2 separate regions of the Pan troglodytes genome follow, and region 1 is linked to region 2. Evidence: chromatin contacts called from public Hi-C data. All regions are on one chromosome and are shown on one strand. The core of a region is the stretch at or near the end of the contact, and the rest is flanking DNA. Distances in the headings are between cores, read along the strand shown.

Region 1 (5,526 bases), core at 325-2,824, 210 kb before region 2:
GAGGTATATCAGAATGAGATTCAAAACTATGAGGCAATGTATCCTCATTAAGGCTTTTTGAAGAAATGACAACTCTAGGAAATCAGGAATGAGAGCTCTGCCATGCTAACGGAAAAAAAATTACTACAATTAAAAAAAAAGAATGCTACATTAGAAACTGATAGATCAAATGTATTATATCTTTTCTTGTTGAAATTCTCGGTAAACTGCTAGAGGTCCTTTCAAGTAGCCTCAATACATCACAATTCACAAAACAAGCAAAGCCAAAATCTGTGTTCGGTACATACTAAACAGGTGCTGTATTTCTAAAACTCTATTTCCGAATCTTTTCATACCAAAATTTGAAAACCATATGATCTAGTACAGTCCAGAATATCCTCAAACTATAACTCTCTGAAGTGGGTTAGAAAATATTACAAAGCTCCCAAAATAAGATTTACCTGAACTCACTTAAATTTGATAAATAAAGGTTTGAGCAGCGGCCCGTAAGAGAAGGGGAAACAGAAGCGGAGTGTGAGAGCTGGTAGTAAAATCGAACATTCTGTGCCATGTCTGGCAACCGAGAGTCAGGCCCTCAAGTATGTGACACCACTGGGGCGGTTCCGAAGGCGGAGTAAGGTCTCCAGAATAACTCAAAAGGAAAGAGTTTCATAACTTAAGTGGTTTCATTTCAGATTACCCACGTGAAATTTGTTGATGAAAAAAAAATCATACCCACTGCACAGATGAGAAAAACAGGAGCGTTTTCAGGTTATACAAGTCGACGCCTGGCGCCCGGCGTGACGTGAAACGCTCTAAGTTGCTGGAGCTGGATACCAGGTGAACTGGGGTTTAAATTGTGGAAAAATCGGCCTGGGGAGGTACAAGGCCTGTAGACGGAGGGCAGTAAGGTCACGCAAATTTCCCTGAGGAAGGCGGCTTTGGAGGCTGCGTGCTTTCCGGGCCGGTACCCCACAGCCCAGTCTCCCACGCGTGAGCGGAGCATGGCGAATGCTGCACGCCTGGGTCCCGCTCCCAGTCGCAGTTTCCTCACCCTAGAGGTCACCCTGACCCGGAAACAGTACCCAGAGCAGCTGTCGGGCGTCGAGGGAGGTCTGGTGGAAGGGCGAAAGGAAGGTGGGAGGGCGGGAAGTGCGCGGCTAGGCGGAGGGCCGACGGCGAAGGGCAGACGATGCCCCAGAGGCTAGGGCTGGGGTCGGGATGGGGGTAGGGAGAGGAAAGCCCCTCCCAGGCACGCGCGAACCGCACACACTCACCTGCCCCTCCCCCTCCCCGCCCGCCCGGCGGAGGCTCCGAGCTGCCGCGGGCCGCGCGCGCACACAAGGCGCGCTCACGCGCGCTGCCTGTCTCTTCCTCGAGCTCGCGCTCCGCCCGTTCACTCCCAGCCCCGCTCATTCAAAGCCGGGCGCGCGCTCCGTAGCAGCCTGCGTTGCCTCTGCGCAGCTGCCATGGCCGCCCCTTCATCGGGAAACCCGCCCCCAGCCCCTCCTCTAGCCCCGCCCCCAGCCCTCCTGGAAGGCGGCTCTCGGCTGTCTCCAGGCCGTCGCTTCTGCACTCCGCCTCAGGTCCTGGCTGGCCCAATAGGTGAGAGGCTACGGGTCTGACGTCGAGACTGGGAGCCAATGAGCCCTGGGAGCGGGGCAAGCGGCGACAGGCACGCCAGGTTCGGTGAGGGGTAGCTTTTTGGGACTATTGCGAGCTGCTTTGACTGTTTATTCTCGGAGCGCCTGCTTCTGCCAGATGTCCCTACTTTCCTTCTATGCAGAGTGCCTCCCCTCCAGCCGAGTCCCTTTCTGTTCAACCCACAGAACCCCTGTATCAGATGCGACCAAGGAAAATACACTGCAACAAATGAGGGATCTCCCTCTGTCTCAGGAAGATTTGGATGTGGCTAGACAGACCCCCTCCCCTCAGTCATTCCGCCACCTCAAAGATGTGGAATGCTGTTTAATTCAACACGTAGCCTCCTCCCAGTAATTTTTAATTGAATTGTGTTGAACTAGAAATGAAGAAGTGGCACTTCACCGTGTCCATGCATTTGTTCCTCACATGCACCTTGGACTTGCCCTTCTTTCGACCTGAGATGCTCTTTCCTTCAGTGCTTCTCTCTTTGCAGCCTGATTCTTCTTTTTATCTTGTATGCTATGAAAGGGGTTGTTATGTGCAGGGGACCCTCAGAATACTATGCTCCACAGTTGCAAAGTGACTGGTGAGGGAGAAGTGAATAGGGTCTAAGGCCAAAATCAGTTTATGCAAATTGTTCCTCAACCAGCCTTTTTCTTTATATGCCTTTAATTTTTTTTTTATTACAGCTGCCTTTGTTCTCCCACCCTGACCCAGCAACCACCTACCCACTTAACTTTGTGATAATCTACCACAACCGTCCTCTTTCCAATTTGCACCACGTTTTTTATTAATAATTTAATTTCCAAGACAGGAAAGATGTGTTTATGGCTCATGCTCTGGAATGGTTCTGTGTAAAGTTGGGTAAAATTATTTAATCTCTTCACCTCAATTTCCTCATCAGTAAAATGGCCATAATAGTGCCTACTTCATGCAGTAGTAATGCTTGCAAAGCTCTCTTAGCACAGAGCCTGGCACATAGCAAACATTCATAGATAACAGTTGTTGCTGCAGCTACTACTACTACTGCATTACTATTGCATTACTACAGTATCGTTTCCGGTAATTGCATTTCCCAAAGGCCATGCAACCCCTGTCAGTCCCTTAAACACCTGCTCTAACTTTAATCTCTAGAATTCTAATGCCTAAATTTCAATATAAAATTTCTAAATTTTTTTTGGATTTAAAAAATCGAGTTATCTAGCTGGGCACGGTAACTCATGCCTGTAATCTCAGCACTTTGGGAGGCCGAGGCAGGAGGAACGCTTGAGCCCAGGAATTTAAGACCAGCCCAGGCAACGGGCGAAACTCTTGTTTCTACAAATAATTTAAAAATTAGCCAGGTTTGGTGGCGCATGCCTGTAGTCCCAGCTACTCAGAAGGCTGAGGTGGGAAGAATCACCTGAGCCTGGGAGGTCGAGACTACAGTGAGCCATGATTGGGCCCTGCACTCCAGCCTGGGAGACAGAGCAGGACCCTGACTCCAAAAAAAAAAAAAAAAAAAAAATCCAAAATAACCTATATTCGGATATAAACGTGTTTAAATTTTTTTTTCTTAAAGAGTTGATTGCTTTAGACAATTTATTATGCCCAAGGATATTTTCTTCTTTTTCCTGATTCTTCAGTTTTCTTTATTAAATTTGCCATTTCCAAATGAAACAAAACGAAAGGTATATACTTTTCCAGAAACAGCTAGTTACTGAGTACTTGTTTCCCAACACAATAGCAAAACAGAAAACAAAGCTCGCTAAAGACTGCAAATTTAAAATTTACTTTAGTAATACCTATAAAATAATATTTTAAAATCATCTTTACTTGTTAAATAGTAAGCCCATAATTGGGATCACAAGTCAATAATTTGGGATTGGGTTTAGGGACCACCTCTTGGGAACAGGGAACTTTAAGTCCTGTCCTCTCCCCAAAGCTTGTGTGGGACGGGGGTAGGAAACCACCAAATGTCAAATGGGAGGAACATAAGGGATAGAACCTGGTATATGAATTTCTTTTACTCAATGGAATATAGTAAATTCTGTCTGCTCTGTGTCCAAACCATTTTGCTCACTTTAACGCTTCTGATCAGCCTCTGCCCAATTACCAGCTTGATTTATTCACACTATCAACCTCCAGCCCACCACTTACTCTCCCCTTTCAAAGCCTACATAGGCTTCGTTCTGACTTCTCCAGCTGGGGCTAACTCTGGCCTTGTCACCTGACCTGGCCCAGGAGGTAGAAGCAGACTGCAAACACAGCCCTCTGCTTCCAGATCTTTCCCAACCCAGTTCCCTGGCTTTTCACCAAAGGGTGGGTTTTTTTTTTTTCCCTCAAACACAATTTTAGACCTGCTGTTCTGACTTGGACTTTAATGGCTTTTTATTAATGAGCAGCTGTTCACAGTTGAATACAAGATCATAAAGTCACATTCATTTCTTGATCAAGTAAAACAAAGCTTTGCCGCACATAGAGTGACATCTTTGAGCAGATACATTTGAAAGCATAGGATTTTCTGATGAGAATTTTAATGAATTGTTTTATTAATCTTCCTACTGGAGAATTTTACTTGCTTTCAAAATAATAAACATTAATATTCTGGAAAATTATAACTTCTTTTTTAATACTCAAAATCACCATATACTAGTTAGGGTCAATTGCCTAATAGAGAAATCAAACAGTCTGAAACAGATTTTTTATTTCTTTTCTATTAAATGAAAATTCACTTTCTATGAAGCATTTAAATAAATTTTTCCTCATAATTGTTATTACAATTAGCAGTAACTTTTATTGCTAAATACAGGAAGATTCAAAATTGTTACTACAATTCAGAGTTAACCAGGTTTCTTCAGAAGGGGCCTGGTTAGAAATCAAGAAAAATAATACATATATTTTAGTAGAAATAAATTCAAATGAAAAGATGAGGTGAATTCTCATTTTGTGTTCAGTGGTGAGGTTCAGCCACATCATACTTCTGGCTAATGTCCACATCGTTATTAGATTTATGACAGAGTTCAGCTATATTATGAATTAAGTAGAGTTGATGGGAACAGCATCTGGCAGTCTAAGACCTTTTGTTATTTCTAACAGTAAATGTATTGAAATTCATACAACCAACATAAAACAGTAGTTTGTAAATCTATCTTGTACATGGATTGAGAAAGTAGAAATAAAACAACATGAAACAATGGGAGACTCATTCATTGAGCTACAGCATGATGGACATCGTGACTTTGACCTTGAACAACTTTAAGCCTCAGTTTTCTCATCTGCAAAATTAGGTTAGTAATTCCTGCTTTACGGATTTATTTTGCAAATTAAATATCATACCATATGTGGAAATGTGTTGGAAATACAGCAATAAAATCGGTGAAAGCTTTGAAGCAAACAGATTTATTATCTTCAAGATCAGTACAATCCCCTTTAGCTCACAACATGGAATAGTGCTTCCAAGAAATAGAGGTGAATTTTATGTCATCAGCAACCAGAAGTAGACATGTCTACTAGCAATATATTAACAAAGGGAAACAGGGAGGGACAGCCAGAAGTCAACCCTCCATACCCCGGCTTCTACATTCTTTGTTCCCTTCTTTGTTCCCTTTGTTTTAAAGGCATAGGATGAAAGAGCAGCTGTCAGAACTAGGACACTTACAATCCTTCCCCTCTCTCTCCAGGCTTTTATGTACTACTCATGGGATATTTATCTCATACCAAGATCTGTTGCCAAGTTTTGTCTATTCTTTCTTCTCAGTGTCCATCATTTCAGCACATCTGGATATCAAAATGATCTGCTAACTTAGTCTTTTGTATTTTACTATTTTCCTTCCTCTAAGTCAGTTTGTTACTTTGCTGTCTGATTAATGTAAATATTGTTTTACCTTCTTCATAGTAACTGACCTTTTTAAATTTTCCAGT
Region 2 (5,395 bases), core at 2,894-5,393:
TCCTGTTTGTTCTTCTTCTGAGAATGGCAATTCCATTCTTCTGGTTCCTCAGACTAGGAATCTCTGTAGTATCCTTCCACTCAGCTGCCTTGTTAACACTACACATCCAATTTATGAGCAAATCCTATTGGGTTCAATTTAAAACATATACCTAGAATTCACCTTTCTCACTATCTCCGCCATTACTACTCTAGTTCAAGCCATCATCTCTTCTCTAGAATATTACCATAGCATTCTAGGTTGTCTCCCTGCTTCTTCCCTTGTACACTTAGTTCTTCTCCTGCTGCTCAAAAACCTCCAGTGCCTTCCCAATTTACTCAGAATAAAACTCCAAGACTTTATTACAGCCTACATGATCCTTCATGATCTGCCTTCTCCCCAGCTATGCCACTGACTTAATCTCCACTCTCCCTCACCCAATTTACTCAGTCTCCCTAGCATCCCTGTGCTCCTCAAAAATGAAAGGCAAGCTCCTATCTCAGGAACTTAAAGAGTCCCTGCTCACCCTCATATCCTTCTGATTTTTTTTTTTTTTTGAGACGGAGTTTCACTCTTATCACCCAGGCTGGAGTGAAGTGGCGCGATCTCAGCTCACCGCAACCTCCGCCTCCCGAGTTCAAGCGATTCGCCTGCCTCAGCCTCCCGAGTAGCTGGGACTACAGCCCATCACCATGCATGGCTAATTTTTGTATTTTCAGTAGAGATGGGGTTTCACCATGTTAGCCAGGATAGTCTCAATCTCCTGACCTTGTGATCTGCCAGCCTCAGCCTCCCAAAGTGCTGGGATTACAGGCGTGAGCCACTATGCACGGCCTCCTTCTGATTTCTTCTTTGTTTTTTCTATCTAAAATATTACACCTCTTTATTTTCTGCTTTATTGTTCCTCTAGTGCTCATCACCATCTGACATTATTACACAGTTTTATCTGTCTCCTCCCATTAGAATGCAAGCTCTGTGAAAACACAGTCTCCATTTTTGTCTACTACTGTTACCTCCAACACCTTAACAGGGCATGGCATATGATAGAAACTAAGTAACTTGAAGCTGCATGAATCAAAAACAAACAACAACAACAAAAAAACATACAATCCGTACTCCTTACCAGCAGTACTATCCTCTAAAGCTACCCAAGGCAGTTATAGATGCCTCCTTCCTCATTTTGAGGGTTGCTGTTTCTACATTTTATTAAAATTCTAAGGTCTCCTTCCAATTTTTGGAGTTTTCCATTTTCAACCCTATATAATCTTCTACCTCATTTTTCTGCCATCTATCTTGTCCCCTTCAAGTCCAAGCTCCACACCAACAGAGTAAGATTCCTAAAGTGTAAATGTGATCTAGTCATTTCCTTTCTTAAAACTTTAAATGACTCCCATCATCCAAAAATAAAGTCAGCAACAGATGCACCTCTTTTTCTTATCGTGTGAGATCTTACATGATCACCTGAATGCCCAGGTTGAGTTGAAAGATTCCCCCTCTTCCTTATACATATTTGTCTTACTCACTTTATAACCCTGCCTCTGGGAGCCCTTCTTGATTCCTCAGCCCCTTCTTTGTACTTCTAAACCTGTTGATTCTGCAAATATTTACTTGGCCAATTATGAACCAAACAAAGCATTAGATGCTGGGTATACGATGTTGTTTTTGGTGTTAAAGAACTTAGATTATACTGGAGGATACAAACTAGCCAAGTAGATTGTTAGAATACAATGTTGATTAAATGCTATGATGGAACAAGGTATTTGGGACTTAAAAACATTCCTTGAAGAGACAATATATAAATTAGACCTGATAGTTGAGCTAGAATTAGCTAAAAAGGAAGAGAAGGAAGAATGTTTTAGAGAGTGGAAACAGCACTTGCTGCTCCAAGGTTGAGAGCTTGGTAAATGAAGCTGGTTCCACAACATTGTCTCCCTGTTAAAACCCAGGTAACATTATGTCTCCAGTTGTAATTCAGGTATGTACTTTTTCTTCTCCATCAAATTACTCTTTAAGAGCCATATCTTGCTCATCTTTCTACATCACCACTTCCCTCCAAGTCCTGCAATACTTAACAAACCTAAATTATTTTTTCCAGATGTTCGGAATAGAAACTTTTATAATCTCAATTGTAATTCTTTCCAGTGACATGTTTCATTTCTTGTTTAGATTCTTACAAGCTAACTATTAAAGGCGGTGAAATGTAATTTATTAACACAATCTATTACTTACCGTTCTCTTTCTCCAGTTTCTATCAACTTTTGGTTAATCGCTGCTCTCATCTGTGCATCTTTGTTCATCTTGCTAACCTGGACATCAACATGTACTTTCAGATATAGAACATTTACAAAGCATTTTCTTCTAAATCCTCTAGGCAGGCATCCTAACATGTTTACCATTCTATTAACTGAAGGGGTGATACATTTCAAGTGTGTTAATAATATCATTACTCTTTATTAAACACTTATGTGCTTGGCACTGGGCTAATGCAGTGTGGGTTTGCTTTTTTTTTAAACATCACATTTAATTCCCAGAACGTATTGTTACATATTTATATTAATAAAATAATCTGTATTTTACTGATGAGGAAACTGAGGCACAGAGATAGAAAGTGGAAAGGCAAAATTTGAACTCAAGTACTTTGACCCTAGGAGTTCCAAAACTGAACATAACTGCCGATCACTTCTGCACAGACTGCATCCAAAAATTGGGAGAAGTCATACATACTAAACATCAAAAAAAGATTAAACACTATTAGTAAAAAAATAAAATTACCAGGCCGGGCACAGTGGGTCACACCTGTAATCCCAGCACTTTGGGAGGCCCAGGCGGGTGGATCACGAGGTGAGGAGTTCAAGACCAGCCTGACCAAGATGGTGAAACCCCGTCTCTACTAAAAATAGAAAAATAAGCTGGGCTTGGTGGCAGGTGTCTGTAATCCCAGCTACTCAGGAGGCTGAGGCAGGAGAATCGCTTGAACCCAGGAGACAGAGGTTGCAGTGAGCCGACATTGCGCTGCTGCACTCCAGCCTGGGTGATAGGGCAAGACTCTGTCTCAAAAAAAATAATAATAATAATTAATTAATCAAAAAAATAAAATTACTAGATAAGGCTCTAAGTGTTTTGCTTTACTCTTCACTAGGATGAACCCACAATTACAACTGCTAAACCTAAGTGTGTGGATCTGTGTGTTTACACACACACTGCTGGTGGGATAAGGAGAAAACAAATCTCAAACTAATTCCTAACTTACAAAGTCCTCAATATTCAGTAAAAACAGACAACCCAAACCAAAATGATGTTGAAAGAAGAGGAAAGTTAGGTTTTGAAAGCGTTCAAGCCACTTAAAAGTTTAAATTAAATAAAACTTGGCGTAAACTAACGTTTTCCCACCTAATCTGTCACTAACTTGAGATTACTTTTGTTGTCTTCCATCTGGCCTATTGAAAATTCAGACTGGCAATGAGTTACCAGAGTTGATTTTTTTTTTTTCTTTTTTGAGAGGAACAGGGAAAAGGAGAAGTTGAGTGAGAACTAGGAAATGCTTGCTTTTGTAATTGAAGGCTAACATTTTTAAAATAACTACAAGGTCTAGTCAGTACCACTCCTGGAATATTGAACTTGATCTCGTCTTGGCTCCTAAAATACGGATAGTGACCTTGGACAAGTCACTTAATTCTTAAAGGCCTCAGTTTTCTCACTGGTAAAACAAGGGCGCTAGGGTATCCCTCCCAGTTCAGACATTCTTAGGGAAAATAGAACAGGGCGGAGACAGCGGGAGAGGCGGGAGAGGAGGAGCCAGAAAACAAAGCGAGGACTGGCTTCAGGCCAACTCCGGTAGCACGCCCTGTCGGAGAGCCCTACAGGCCCGCGAGCGCGGGTCGGGGACGCTAACGAAAGACAGTACATCGAAAGGAGCCTGGGCTGGGCCCGGGTCCCGGCCCTGAGGACCACGGGCATAGCTCACCACCATCACCGCGGGCGAGGGCCGTCCCTTCCCAGCGACGAAATGACCCTTGCGCTGACGACCGTTACCTACCACACTCTTCGGCTGCCCGGACTTAGACCCTCAGTAGCTCGGGCACCTAAGCACACAGAAAGCTAGAACACGCATTTCCGGGGCGGGGTCTCGCCACCCTGCCTATAATGTGAGAATTTAACCAGCGCGGGCCACCTCCTGGTTGCTAGGGCCTCTGGGTAACAGAGTTCAGACCTTGACGTCGCGCGCGCGTTAAGTACCAGGAGAACTACATAGCCCAGCATGCAACAGTCTCAACTTTTTCACGAACACTACATTTCCCAGAAGGCAGTTCGCACCGCAGTGTTTTCTGGGATGGGAACCACGCCGCTTCCCAGTCTCTGTGCGAGGCGTGAAGCGCGGACCTTTCAACAAGGGCTTTATTAATTCTCACGCTGCGGCCCTGGAAAGCGATGGAGGTGGCGGCTAATTGCTCCCTACGGGTGAAGAGACCTCTGTTGGATCCCCGCTTCGAGGGTTACAAGCTCTCTCTTGAGCCGCTGCCTTGTTACCAGCTGGAGCTTGACGCAGGTGGGAAGCGGCGGCGCCCTTCGTACTCCGTTCCTTTCCCCTTTCGGCTGCCTCCGGCCTGACCCTTCCCGCAATTTCTTTCTTTCTCACTGGCAAGCGAAGCCACCGTGGCGGCTTGCGTGGACTCACGGAGGCCGCTGCTTCTGGGGAATGATGCCCATCCCAGAACCCGGTGGGAGCCGCCTTCGCGCGCTCTTCGGTAACGGGACCCTGGGCCCCCTCCGTCAGCAGCCCAGCCTCTGAGGTCTGAGGTCTGAGGTCTGAGGGCTGGCGTGCGGGTAGTGCCTGGGGCCCTGGCTGCTGTGTGTCCACAGCCTGGCTTCTGTTTCGGGGGACGCTGAGAACATTCCTTCCTCCTGGAGCATCGCTTGTGAACGTGTGCGTTGAGAAACCACACCTCCTTGGAGGACCCCCAGTTCCTGTTTCCTCTGACCGAGAGCCGTTTCTTAGAAGAGAAACTACATTCCAGTCATAGCATTTTTAATTACTCAGTTCCTGGCACATTAAGAACTCTGGTAGAGAACATCTCTAGAAGATAGTGAGGAAAAGTGGATTTACTCCCACACTGCTACTCCTTGCTTTATCTGTAGCTGGTAGAATATCCTTACTCTTGTTTTTACAACTTAACGGCATTTTCGTTATGATAGAGCCCAGAGATCTGCATTTTAAAATACACACCCCTGATTCTGATGCATGTTTTCAGAGATCACACTTTGAGAAATAGTGATCTACAGTTAATTATAATAACAGACATTAAAGTATAAAATAAGTTTGTGCTAATTGATTTATTAAATTCAGAAATATTTACCGAGTACCTGTTTTGTGTTACGTCCTGATAATATCAAAATGAACAAGACACCTTCCATAACA

The links. A called contact is a pair of places that touch in the nucleus more often than the background predicts.
Region 1: a contact with region 2 is called in a Hi-C map of a lymphoblastoid cell line, with 2.9 times the contacts expected there. The contact joins the promoter of EBAG9 here to the promoter of ENY2 in region 2. A contact is called at or near these places in 3 of 7 Hi-C or Micro-C datasets (induced pluripotent stem cells and a lymphoblastoid cell line), 1 of 1 datasets of contacts at active chromatin or transcription factors (stem cell-derived excitatory neurons) and 1 of 1 other capture datasets (stem cell-derived neural stem cells).

The regions. Positions count from the first base shown.
Region 1 is chr7:119,788,507-119,794,032 of NHGRI_mPanTro3-v2.0_pri, reverse strand. EBAG9 (estrogen receptor binding site associated antigen 9) reads right to left here and starts at 1,574. Exons shown (of 7, transcript XM_001136819.7): 1 at 1,257-1,574. LOC107976412 (a long non-coding RNA gene) reads left to right here and starts at 693. Exons shown (of 3, transcript XR_001720367.2): 1 at 693-819.
Region 2 is chr7:119,585,199-119,590,593 of NHGRI_mPanTro3-v2.0_pri, reverse strand. ENY2 (ENY2 transcription and export complex 2 subunit) reads right to left here and starts at 4,143. Exons shown (of 5, transcript XM_001135431.6): 1 at 4,016-4,143; 2 at 2,209-2,285. The coding sequence starts at 2,276. NUDCD1 (NudC domain containing 1) reads left to right here and starts at 4,297. Exons shown (of 10, transcript XM_001136325.7): 1 at 4,297-4,525. The coding sequence starts at 4,408.